2 separate regions of the Oryctolagus cuniculus genome follow, and region 2 is linked to region 1. The links are chromatin contacts, called in public Hi-C maps. All regions are on one chromosome and are shown on one strand. Each heading gives the region's core, a stretch centred on a gene start, on an enhancer-like site or on the middle of the called end of the contact. The rest is flanking DNA. Distances are from core to core; before and after follow the strand shown. Region 1 holds the start of SLC27A5 (solute carrier family 27 member 5). Region 2 holds the start of LOC100352972 (vomeronasal type-2 receptor 26).

Region 1 (6,191 bases), core at 548-3,047:
GCTCTGCCCTCCTCTGCACCCACCTGATGTGCGGAAGAGACCTGACCGGGCTACAGCCCTTCGTCCCCAGTGATGAGAAGTCTAACCTCCTTCCCGGGGCCAAGCACTGCTCATTTAAATGCAGCTCTGTTCCCTCCCACGTGCCTACTCTCTTTGCCCCACTTTTGGCATTGATGGAGATTCAGTCCTGGCCTTCACACGCAGAGCTGGACTGGGAAACCTTGTCCCCTCACCACTGGGAGGCAGTCAGAGAGAGATTTCAAAGGGGCCACCACTGGCCCATGAGCCCTCCAGGCTAGAGTCCCCTCTGTCCACTCCAAGTGCTTGGAATAGGGCACCTGGGTCAGGAGTTGCGAATGTGCTGGGGACAGATGGGGAGAATGGCTCCCCAGGGCTGAGCTGGTCAGGGAGCCCTGTGACACTGGCTCACAGCAGGGGTTGGGCGGCACAGCCGTCACTCACTGAGAAGCCACCTACTCTGGAACGTGGCCACCAATGGCCAGGGCAGGCTCTCCAAAGGTAACTTGCTCAACCATCATGCCCATCTGCAGGTGGCAGGGGAAGTTTTTTTTTGTTTTTTTTTTTTTTTTTGTTTTTTTTTTTTTTGACAGGCAGAGTGGACAGTGAGAGAGACAGAGAGAAAGGTCTTCCTTTGCCGTTGGTTCACCCTCCAATGGCCGCCGCGGCCGGCGCACCGTGCTGATCCGATGGCAGGAGCCAGGAGCCAGGTGCTTCTCCTGGTCTCCCATGGGGTGCAGGGCCCAAGCACCTGGGCCATCCTCCACTGCACTCCCTGGCCACAGCAGAGAGCTGGCCTGGAAGAGGGGCAACCGGGACAGAATCCGGCGCCCCGACCGGGACTAGAACCTGGTGTGCCGGCGCCGCTAGGCGCAGGATTAGCCTAGTGAGCCGCGGCGCCGGCTGGCAGGGGTTTTAAAGTCCAGATTCTGAGAGTCTGGTTGGAAGATTGAAACAGACTTGGTGAGCGACAGAGGGCTACAGGGTGACGGGTTTGTGGTCTCTCTCTCCAAGACCTATTTCTGCAGGAGCTGGCCTCTGCCCCTCCCACAGGACCAAGTGCTCCAAAAGAACTGAATGCCAGCCACACTCGTAGCGCGTCCCAGTACCCGGAACTGAGGCTCAGTTTACCTAAGTGGTGCCCAGGGAGGTGGGGGTGGCAGCAGGGGTACTGCCCAGGGCTGGGGACGTTGAGTCCCAATCATCACAGCTCAGCGCTGATCTCAGTGCACACAACGTCACGCACTCGTGCCCCATGGCTCATCATTGTTTATTACAGGGAGGGGAATCCTGAGGCCGGCCCCATGCCAGGGCAGGTCCACCTGGGCCTCCTTAAGCGCCCCAAGGGACAGGTAGAGCTCGGGATGGGGAGCCGGGGACTTCACCTCGCCAGACATGGGGGCAGGGAAGCAACCCAAATTCCACCTCACTACGACTAGTGCAGGGTGCGGACCGGGGTCAGACACACAAGTCCAGGGCCAGGTCCAAGGACCTCAGCGTCCAGCTCACGTGGGAGGGGCTCCAGTTCTCAGAAGCGGGAGCCCCTAACATCCCCTGCCCTGACCCGGCACGGCCCAGAGGATCCAGTGGGCTGGACCTCGAGGTCTGGCGTAGAGAAAGGGGTAGGGGAGGAGGAGAGCCTGCGCTGGGGGGAGGGCGTGGTGTACGGGCGGGAATATGGTCAAGGCGCTGCTGCTGCAGCAACCAGGCTCCACTGGACCGAGGCGACCGGCCACGCAGTGGGTGCAGCCAGTCCCCACCGAATCCTCAGGCCCTGGGCCCCCGTCAGGGCGCAGGATGCGTAGCCAGGTGGCGCTCCAGCAGCGCGCGGTGGGAAAAGACCTTGCCGCAGGCTGGGCAGGGCGCGCGCTCCGGCCGGTGCGTGCGCATGTGCACATTGAGGGAGCTCTTCTGCGTGAAGCGCTTGGCACAGACCGCGCACTGGAAGGCGCGCACTCCAGTGTGCGTGACCATATGCTTGAGCAAGTAGTCGCGTAGCGAGAAGGATCGCCAGCACACGGCACACTGGTGCGGCTTCTCCCCTGCGGATGACAGCGTGCGTCCGTTAGACCGCCCGGCTCTCCCAGGTAACTCGTGTCTGGCAGGGGCTTCCATCCCCTCCACAACCACCCACCATCCTGGGATCCCCTGCCCGACAGAACTCACACATACACACCCCGGTGCGTCTCCCTCCATGGGGGTGCCCTCTCCCAGACCCACACCGTCCCCGACTGGCAGCACCTCCCCACCCAATCTAACAGGCATGCTCCCAGCAGGGATCGCTGCCCATCTGGACTGCCCACGTGGGTCTCCCCTGACCGCCACCAGACCCACCGGCACCTGGAGACTCCCTGGGGCGCTGTTCCCCAGCCCAGCCACATCCCGGGCTCAAGACTCAGCGTCAGCTCTCCAAAGGCTCTGAGCACGTTCCTGCTCCCCAACCCAGCCTCAAGATGCCCCCTAAAAGGGAGGACCCCACTTCGGGGGTTTGCCTTGCCCACAAGCCTGGCACGTGGGGAATTCCATCTCCTGGCTCCCTGGCTCCCTCCACCTCCCGCCCCTGCTCACCCGAGTGGATGAACATGTGCTTGGTGTAGTTCTTCCTGGAGCTGAAGGTTTTCCGGCAGTGGCTGCACTCGTAGGCCGGCGGCTCCGCACCCGGAGCTCGAACAGGTGTGACTGGAGGGGCGGCAGCCGGAGCGGCAGGCTGAGCTGGGGCGTCCCCGAGCTGCACGCTGGGGGCAGCCTCTGGCTGGAGCGCGGGATAGAAAGCAGGGGGCGGGCCGGGGGCTGGTCCCGATGGGGTGGGAGGGGTAGGTGCGGGCGGCCCGGGGGCGCCCAGGTGGAAGGGGAAGAGAGGCACGGGCGGCCCTGGGGTCTTCACGCTGGGAGCATGGGGTGCAGCCAGGACGCAGTCGGGTGGGACCGGGGTCTCCGCAGCGGCGCTGTCCTCCTCGTGCCAGGCAGTCACGTAGCTCTCTGGGAACGCACCCTCAGCCACCGCGGCCCCTCGAAGGAAGTCCCTCCCAGCGCCGCCGTAGTCAGCGAGCCCGGTGGGTGCGGGCGGCTCCTCACGCGCTCTGTCGGCGGCGGCGGTGAGGAAGCCGGCAGCACAGTCCGGAAAGGAAGGGGGTGCCTGGCCCTCCCCCGGCCCGCCGCCTTCGCCATCGTCGCCATCACTGTCCTCGTCTGTCTCCTCCTCGTCCTCGTCATCGTCCCCTCGGTCGTCGGGGGCTGCAGGCAGCGCGGGGTCGGCGTCGGGTCCTTCCACCTTGGCTGGCGCCGGAGGCGCAGGCAGCTGCAGGCGTGCAGGCTGGCGCTGCTTGCGGCTGTGCGCGATGCCGGGGTGCCCCGGAGGGCGCGCTGCCAACAAATGGCGCAGGCGGTGGCGCAGCTGCGCCGGAGCAAGCGGTGGGGGCACGGGCGCGGGCAGGGGTGCAGGCGCTGGGGCGCCCGGGGCACGAGTGCGGGCAATGATCTGCGTGCATTCATCGATAACGGTCTGGATGCGGAGCACCGACGCCGCGGTGAGCACCTGCAGCGCCTCGCCCTGCGCCACCACGAGCGAGCCGCTGTACAGGAACTCCACGAGCTGGCGCACCGTTTGCGCGGGCACCACCGGCGGCACGCGTATCTCGGAGTGCCCCAGCAGCAGCTTGTCCTGGAAGAAGGGCGAGCCGGCGGCCAGCACGCAGCGGTGCGCGCGGAGCGAGGCCTCGCGGATGCGCACGGTCACGTCGCAGAAGTGCCCGCCCAGCCTCTGGCCGTTGAGCGTTTCAAGCAGGGAGCGGGAGAAGTTCTGCAGGTGGATGTGGTGCACCGCCTCTGCCGCCGCCATCTACACGGATGAAGCACGGATGAAGGGGTGGGGCGGGGAGACGTCAGTGCTGCCCGCCCCAGGTTCCCGTCCCTTCGGACCTTACAGGAGAGGATCCAGAGTCCTCTCCCCTCCTGCCCAGCAACCCCCCCCCCCGTTCGCAACTCAGGACACACCAGGACCCCTCCCACACACGCCCCACTCAGTCCTCTGCAGTGCCTGCCACCTCCACAGCCACGAGGAAACCCCTAAAAGAGGGTGGGAATACTAAAGGTCTATCCCCAACCCCCGTCCTGCTCAGGGCCCCACAGGACGCCCAGGGCTTGCCCTCCACCCCCAACTCCAAGTGAGGCCAGGGACCCCCACGCAGAACTGGCTGCCCCATCCCACCCAGAGCAGATCTCATGGCAGGAACACTGGTCCCCATCTCCACCAACTAGCTGTGACTCCTGCCGCTCCTGACTTTTTGGGGGGAGGGGTCTCTCTTCATCACATCTCTCAGCTTAGAGCCTCTAAAACCCTGTGTGATCCAGGCATCCCAAATGGGCGCCGGTTCGAGTCCCGGCTGGTCCACTTCCGATCTGGCTCCCTGCTAATGCGCCTGGGAAAGCAGCAGAGGATGACCCAAGTGGGAGACCCAGAGGAAGCTCGCCGCTGCTGGTTCAGGGCGGCTCAGCTCCGTCGTTGCTGCCATTTGGGAATTGAACCAGTAGAGGGAAGACTTTCTCTGTCTCTACCTCTCTCTGTAACTGTCTTTCAAATAAATAAAATAAAAATCTTTTAAAAAAAATAGGGGTACATTAACTAGGGTATATGGAGTTTGTCACAGGTGGTAGGGGGCACATCTGCCTCCTGGGCAGAGCTGTTTGGGACAAAGGACTGACATGGAAGGGTGGGCATCAGCCTGGCAGGCATACATGGTTCGGAGCACACTCTAGTCCGGCAGGCAGGGGTGCTCCCTGCAGCACCAGCTCTGCTTGGCATCTCCATGGGGCCTGCGTGGAGAGGGGGCACGTGTGGACTTTGCAAGGCTGTGTGGCTGGCTGGACAAGAGCAGAGCAGCACAGGCCACAGGCATGGCTGAACCATCCCTGTGCGTCTTGGGAACCTGTGGCCCCGTAATCCCAGCACTGTCCTGTCTTGCACCAGAGGAAAACCCCCCCAGAGAAGGCTGGCAATCTAGGAAACTCTGCCTCTTCACCCATGAAGCAAGCGACCATTTGTCAACAAGGATGCAGGGATGAGCGGTGGGCGTGGCAGTTAAAGTACCCCACCCACATCTCAAAGCTGAGTGCCTGGGGCTGAGCTCTGGCTCAGATGATGCCTCAAGTCTCTGGGTCCCTGGGCGCCCCTACCCCTCCTTGTAAGAGGCTGGGATGGCGTTTACAGCGGCTAGCTTCTGCCTAGCCCAGGCTGTTATGGGCATTTGAGGAGTGAGCTAGCAGATGAAGGAGCTCTCTCTCTCTGTCTTTGAATAAGTAAGTAAATATAAATAAAGATCGGGGATGAGATACTGGGCTCATCCTCCACCCAGAACGCCCGTACCCACAGTCTCAGGGAGAAGAATCAGGACACAGGATGCACCCTGAGACTGGTCCACTTTCCACCGGGCCCCCGGCGAGGGCCCCACTTAACCCTCAGGATCCACTGGGGTCTCAGGCTCCGTCCCTGCGGCTCCGCCTTCTCTTTGCCCCCAGCCGGACCTTTCCTCTTTCATGTCCCGCCTCTGCCCCGCAGGCCCCACACCTGCAGTGGCCTGGCTACCGCCGGCCTGGATCGCCGTGTTGGTCCTCTCCGGCGTCTATTCGCCACGCAGCAGCCAGAGGGAGCCTGTTCGGACGAAACAGGTCTGGACCCTCCTCGGCTCAGAGGCCTCCATGGCAATGAATTGATTCCTGGAACCGGCCAAGCGTTTGCATGCGCGAAGACTGACCTCCGCCCACAGCGCCCTTCCCCATCCTAGTCCACCCGGTTCCCGCAGGACTTCAATTCCGGGCCCAGACGCCGGGCACGGCCCCAGTCTGGACTCCTCTGCTGACCCTCCCTCGCCCTGCTCCCGGGAGGACTCCGGTCCCACAGTCCAGATACAGCAGGGCCTTCTTGGATGCGTGCGAACAAAGGCCCACCTTGGAGACCGACCCTCCCGCGTCTGGCGCCCAACACTGGTCGCCACGGCTTCGCCCACGCCATGCACTTGGCTCCAGACACCCTGTGCAGTACTCTACGCCATCGCCCGGGCCCCACCCCGAGAGCGCCTCCGACCCGCTGCCGCAGCACCCGCTCAGCCCCCGCCGACCTGGGTTTCCCGCCTCGGTACCCTGGCCCGCTCGGCGCCCCGATCCTGTAGCGCCCTCTC
Region 2 (6,717 bases), core at 2,637-5,136, 300 kb before region 1:
AGCTATTGCAGCCAATTGGGGAGTGAACCAGTGGATAGAAGACCTCTCTCTCTCTCTCTGCCTCTCCTCTCTCTGTGTAACTCTGCCTTTCAAATAAATAAATAAATCTTTAAAAAAAAAAAACCAATGGGTTCATTTGCAGAGATTATGTGTTTAGTTGCAGAGTTCTATAGGAACTGCATGTCCTTTTTTATCATGATAGAATTGGGCCTATCGTGCAATAAAGCCCATATCTCAAATGCCACTCTTGAAAATAAAAATCACCACATGACAAGCTCCCCCCACCAAAAAAAAAGGAGCAATAGTTGGGCTTCCTCTGGGGGCACAAATAGCCACAAAGCCTGCCTGGAAATGCCTTTTAAATCTGTCCAAGATTCATAAGTAGGAAGGAAAGCCCTACCCAGCAGGCCAGGAAATTTAGCAAGCGTAAGGCATTCAAACAGAGAGGAATTGACCCAAGTTTATAGGTTTCACAGTAAAAAATGAGTGGGTTTAAATTAGAATCCTCATACAATGCTGGTAGGAATTTCAAATGGGAAAGCCACTTTGGAAAACACTCTGGCAGTTTCTCAAAGAGTTAAACATCGAGTTATCATTTGACCAGTTCTACCAATATCCCCAAGAGAAATGTTAACATCAATGGCCACAAAGATCTACACATGAATGTTTATAATCACACTATTACCCAGGGTCAAAAAGAGAAAAGAGTTCAAACATCTGTGAATAGATGAATAAATAAACATACCAGAGAATACTAATTACTGATAAAAAGAAATGGAGTACTGACACACACAGCTCAGTGAAAGAACAGTCACGAAATACATGTTGTGTGACTCCATGGGTAAGAAATTACATAAAAGACAAATCTACAGAGGCAGCGTATAGGCGAGTGGTTGCCTTGGAGTATGGGGTCATGGCAAATGGTAGGTACTAGGTTGGAGTTTGTTCTCAAATTGATTGTGGTGATGATTGTATAACTCTGAACATATCAAAAGTCATTGGGTAAATTTTATGGTACATGAGTTAAATGTCAACCTGTTAAAAATAGAAGCCAAAAAGAAAAAGCCCTCAGACACGGCTCCTGTTATGGAAACCACACTGAGACCTGATATTCAGGACACCAGTCTGGCAGCGTGAGGCTGGTAGCACGAGCCCATGGCCTGGATTTAAATCCTGGCTAATGCATGTCGTGGCTGGGTAAGCTTGGGTCCACTGTTAATTTTTCTCTAAATCTCAGTCTCTTCCTCAATGCAGTGGGGATTACAGTTCTCGCAGAATAGCTTCTGGCTGTCCTGCCCTAAGAGGACAATGGCATCGAAATCGGCATCGGCAAGGAGCCTGCCCCGCAGTGGCACTGCCTCCACCGCGGCACTGCTTCCACCGCTCCACCACTGTCCTCATTGTTACCATCACTTTTGCCAGCGAGGGGAAGGGCTTTGGGGTAACTCACCTGGGGAAATTTATAGAGCCCCAGCAGCCTGGCCATGGAGACTGACAGAGCTGACCGCGTATCTCCAATCAGGGCAGCCTGGGGAGGGCTGAATCCACACGCGTAGTTGGGGATCGGCTCCTCCTGGCCAGTGAGAAAGCCCAGTGTCTCGTGGAGGGCTCCATGCACTGAGTCCCCAGAGTTGCGGATGGAGAAGCCCAGCGTGAGGTTGGGCAGCAGGTGGGTGTCCCTGTTGATCTCTTCAATGGCAAAGACAAAACCCTGGGCCACACGGTAGCCCCACCTGGAAACGCTGAGGGAGAGAGAAGCCAGTTAACCTTTGCTCTGGGTGCAGGGAGCAGAAAGATTGCAGTGAGCGATTTCTAGGTGTGCACATTCTCAAGAGCAGTGTCCCATAAGCCTACTCGAGTAGGCAGACCCGGCTCCCTGGGGGCCCTAAACTATCTCCAGAGTGGAAGGATCCCTGGGTTCTCCCCAGCCCTGTCCGCTCCTCCTCCAGCCACGCTGATGGCAGAGAAGAACTTACAGCCCACTTCTCACCGGAGAGGAAAACTTGTCATCTGGCTTTGCAGAGAAGGTTCCACCTTATGCTCACAGAACATTCTCTTTACCATGTGTTAGGTTATCACATTTGAAAGGACAAAAAAAAAAAAAACCTACTTGAATGAGCTTGTATCATAACATGAATATTATTGAGAGTATGCTTTCCAGGCTGAAGTGGTTCATTCATTGTTCTAGGCCTGCTTTAGTCCTTTGTAATTTGTGGTAATTATGCTTTTCTTTTTAATACAAAATATGTATACAAATAAAAAATTTGAAAAGGCAAAAAAAAAAAAAGAGCAGTGCCAACATACAACCCCTCATGCACATACATAGAACATAATTCAGGATAGCCAAAAGGGGACAAGGAGAATGAGAGATGTTGGTCAAAGAGAAGAAAGTGCACTTCCAGTTAGAAGGAAGAAGTTTCAAGATCTATTGCACAGCACGATGAGTAGAGTTATAAAATTGCTGAGGATGCATGCTACATGTTCACATCACAAAAAATGATAAGTATATGAAATGACAGATATGCTCATCAGTGTGATTTAACAATTCCACAATGTGTAAATATACTAACGCATCACACCGTGCTCCATAAACATGCACAATCATTGTTCATCAATTTTTAAAATAACCTGACAATGTCAAGTGATGCCAAGAGTCTGGAACGACTCAAAGTCTCATGCATTTCTGGTGAGAATGCAAAATGGTGCATTCTTTGAAAAGCCTTTTTGAAATTTTTTAAATAAAGCTAAACATATTTATTTTAAAATATAACCAAAAGGACTATGTCTAGAACTCCTGTCTTCAAGATCACATTGGGAAACTCAGGACGGAACTGGAAGATGTACACACAGGCAGAGATGAACCCCAGGGCCTGGTCAATTCATAAGGAGACCTGTTCATTCCACAACATGTATTCATTGAGCAAACACTCCTGCCATGCATCTGGCACTGTTCTAAACACAGAGAGATGGCAGTGGACAAGAGACAAGAACCCCTGCCTGCCTGTAGGGTTCATGTTTCAGTCAATGAGAAACAAGCGACCCTCATTTCAAACACAGATACAGACAAGAAAACAAAGCTGGACAGAGGTGCTGAGGCAGGACCTGGGACACAGGCTGACCAGCATTCATACAGATGGGACCGACCCTGGCCCAGCCACTGCCCTTGGCCTTCAGGGGCTCCCCACCACCCTGCTGGGCACTTACGCTGAAGACGGCAAGCCAGCTGGTGGAGCAGTGAAATCAAACAGGGTGATGTTATCAAAGGGAAAGATGGAGAAGCTACCCCCAACCACCACATCTCCAGGACGGTCGAAGCGGGGGCTTTTCCCTGGCAACCGCCAGCCTGTTGGCCCAGAAAGAACAGCCCCCAAGAGAGATCCCATGAGGGCAGGGAGCAGGGAGCACAGCCACATGCCTGGAAGGGGGCTCAACAGCTGGTGACAAAGCCCCTTCATCAGACTGAGCCTGACAGCCACAGGGGCTTTATCTGGAAGTCTCCCTTGATCAGGGACCTGGGGGCTGGGGACACACTTGGAACCCTAGGCATGCAGGCCAGAGAGAGAACAACAATGCTTACCTGGGACTGGGAGGCCACCAAGTCCCAAGGCCATTAAAAGTTTTATTTCCATCCCTCTGTGACCCCTCAATCCCCTCCCTCAAGTTAAGCATAATAGCTTTGAGGGGGACTGAGGAGCCCGTACTGCACCCTCAGGGACTTAGGAAGCCCAGGGGCAGCTGTGCCCTGGGTCACCAGGTTGCTGCTTCGGAAAGAGGCCCCAGGAGAGTTCAAGAAGCAAAGAACCTCCTGACCACCACCCTCCCCTCCTGATGCCTCACCCAGCAACATGTGCACAAGTGCGATGTCCCCAGAGCTACAGGTGACCATGGCCAACACTTCCTACACCAGGGCCACCTACTGGAGGGTCCCAGGCAGAGAAAAGGCAAGTTCAGCCCCAGGAGGCAGCTTGAAGGTTAGGCAGGCTGAGCCTGTGGGTCCTGCAGTCAGGGAGGCTGGGCTGACCCAGCTCTCACTGCTGAGCAGGAGTTGGTGCTCCACACCCCCATGAGGTGAGGCTATAGCTCTCTGCAAACAGAAAAAACTGCTCAATATCATTTCCATCAAGGATTTGTAAATGAAAACCACAGTGAAATAAACACCTGTTCACACCTACTAGGACAGCTATAATAAACATTTCTTTAAAATGTTTTGTGAAACGAAAATGACAAGGTTCATGTGGATATAAAGGAACTGGAACCCTGTTTATTGCTGGTTGGAATGTAGACAGTACAGCCATTTTTAAAACAGTCCACCAGATGTTCAAAATGTTAATCAGAGTCACCACATGACCTACCAGTTCCACTCCTTGGTACAGGCTCCACAGACACACTGTTATACCAGCATTATTTCTAAGAATTAAAAAAGTGGTATTAATGAGCAATTTTGTGTAACATTTAAGTAATCCATCCCCACTCCCAACGGTGAACTATTCTCAACTGTTTCTTACTAAAGCACAAATGATTTTTGCTTTTGGTTCTATGCCCTATATCCGTTTGGATTGATTTTTGAGTGTTAGGTGACCATATGAGGTATTCCTTTGAAGAGAAATCCTTTTACATTTCTTTAAGATTTATTTATTTGAAAGGCAGAGTGACAGAGAAGAGATATGGAAAGATCTTCCATCTACAAGTTCATCCCTTAACTTGCTATAATAGCTGGGGCTGGGCCAGGTCAAGAGCCAGGAACTGCATTCTCCCACACGGGTGGAGGGATGCAAGTAGGTGGCCATACACTGCTGCCTTCTCAGGCACATTAGTAAGATGCTGGATTAGAAGGAAACAATCAGTGGACTTGAACACACACTCCAAAATGGATGCAGGTTTTGCAAGCATTAGCTTAACCTGCTGCACCACAACACCAGCCCCTAAGAGAAATAATTTTTTTAAAAGATTCATTTATTGACTTGAAAGCCAGAGTTACACACAGAGAAGAGGCAGAGGCAGAGGCAGAGGCAGGGAGGGAGGGAGAGGCCTTCCATTTGCTGGTTCACTCCCCAGTGGCCACAATGGACGAGAGCTGCGCCAATCCGAAGCCAGGAGCTTCTTCCGGGTCTCCCACGTGGGTGCAGGGGCACAAGGACTTGGGCCATCTTCTGCTGCTTTCCCAGGCCATAGCAGAGAGCTGGATCAGAAGAGGAGCAGCCAGGACTAGAATCGGTGCCCATATGGGATGCCAGCGCTTCAGGCCAGGGCGTTAACCCACTGTGCCACAGTGCCAGCCCAAGTCTCTGTTTCATCTACTGGCGTGAGCCTGCTGAATCACGAGCTTCCAAAAGGCTAGAGCCTTGGCAGGTTCTTCCACCCTCAGTGTCTGGAACGATGCACGTGATCAGCAGCTGACCAGTGGATGTCAGTGCTCAGTCCCGGGCCTCGGAAAGCGGGTCCTCATCTCCTTCCTTAGCTCATAGCTCACTACTGCCTCATCTCAGCATGGGGCACTCCAGCCATCCTGAGCTGGGTCCCAGAGCCTGGAGCCTCCTTGAATATTTCTCACTCCCCACGTAAATTTCAGAATAAAATTATTAAAGGGTGAGGGGGTGGCACACATTTAGCTTAGTGACTAAGACACCAATCGAGATGGCCATGTCCTGTATCAGAGTCCCTGTGTTCAACAGCCTACTCAGCCTGCCGATTCCAGCTTCCTCTTAATGCAGACCTTGGAAGGCAGTGATGATGGCTCGTGGAGCTGGGCTCCTGCTGCCCACATGCAGTCCAGGGTTGAGTTCTATCTACTCCTTTGGGCTTTGGGGTGGGCATCTGGGGAGGAAACTAGTGAATGGGAAGTTTCTTTAAATAATAAACTATATTTTTAAAAATATTTATTCATGTATTTATTTGAGAGGTACAGTTACAGAAAGAGAGAGAGAGACAGAGAAAGAAAAGATCTTCCATCTGCTGGTTCACTCCCCAAATGGCCACAACAGCCGGAGCTGGGCCAGTCTGAACCCAGGAGCCAGGAGCTTCTTCTGGGTCTCCCATGCGGATCCAGGGGCCCAAGCATTTGGACCATCTTCTATTGCTTTCCCAGGCCATAGCAGAGAGCTGGATAGGAGGAAGAAGAGCAGCTGGGACTTGAATCAGTGCCTGTATGGGATGCCAGCACCACAGGTGGAGGCTTAGCCTACTATGGCACGGCGCTGGCCCCAGTAAACTACAATTTAAAATATTATTTATGGAGTCAGCACTATGGTGTAGGAGGTAAAGATGCCACCCATAGTGCCAGCATCCCACATGGGTGTTGGTTAGAGACCCGGCTGCTCCACTTCTGATCCAGCTCTCTGGGTGGCCTGGGAAAGCAGCTGGGAGGGCCCAAGTGCTTGGGCCCCTGAACCCACGTGGGAGTCCTGGAAGAAGCTCCTGGCTCCTGGTTTCAGATCGGCAAAGCTCCAGCCATTGTGGCCATTTGGGGAGTGAACCAGCAGACGGAAGATCGATCTCTCTCTCTGCCTCTGCCTCTCTGTAATTCTTTCAAAAAAAAACTTTTAAAAATTATTTTAAAATATTCAATATGGGACACACTGATATCACAAATATATTCATTATGTAACTTAAATTTAGCTGGGCTTTCTGAAATTTTATTTACTAAATCTGGCAATACTTCTGTGGGCAGATATATGGGACATAGTTATAGTAAAAATTACTCTTATTCATGTATTTATA

Evidence for each region. Hi-C and Micro-C count contacts between places; a contact is called where the count stands out from the background.
Region 2: a Hi-C map of an unstated tissue shows a contact between it and region 1, with 5 times the contacts expected there. The contact joins the promoter of LOC100352972 here to the promoter of SLC27A5 in region 1. A contact is called at or near these places in 2 of 6 Hi-C or Micro-C datasets (ear pinna and an unstated tissue).

Annotation. Positions count from the first base shown.
Region 1 is chr18:123,006-129,196 of mOryCun1.1, reverse strand. SLC27A5 (solute carrier family 27 member 5) reads right to left here and starts at 1,797. Exons shown (of 10, transcript XM_008249029.4): 1 at 1-1,797. It overlaps ZBTB45 (zinc finger and BTB domain containing 45), which reads right to left. Exons shown (of 3, transcript XM_051835292.2): 2 at 2,587-3,856; 3 at 1,268-2,060. The coding sequence starts at 3,856. The coding sequence ends at 1,804.
Region 2 is chr18:428,157-434,873 of mOryCun1.1, reverse strand. It overlaps LOC100352972 (vomeronasal type-2 receptor 26), which reads right to left and starts at 3,886. Exons shown (of 6, transcript XM_070063317.1): 1 at 3,838-3,886; 2 at 3,205-3,343; 3 at 1,451-1,742. The coding sequence starts at 3,886.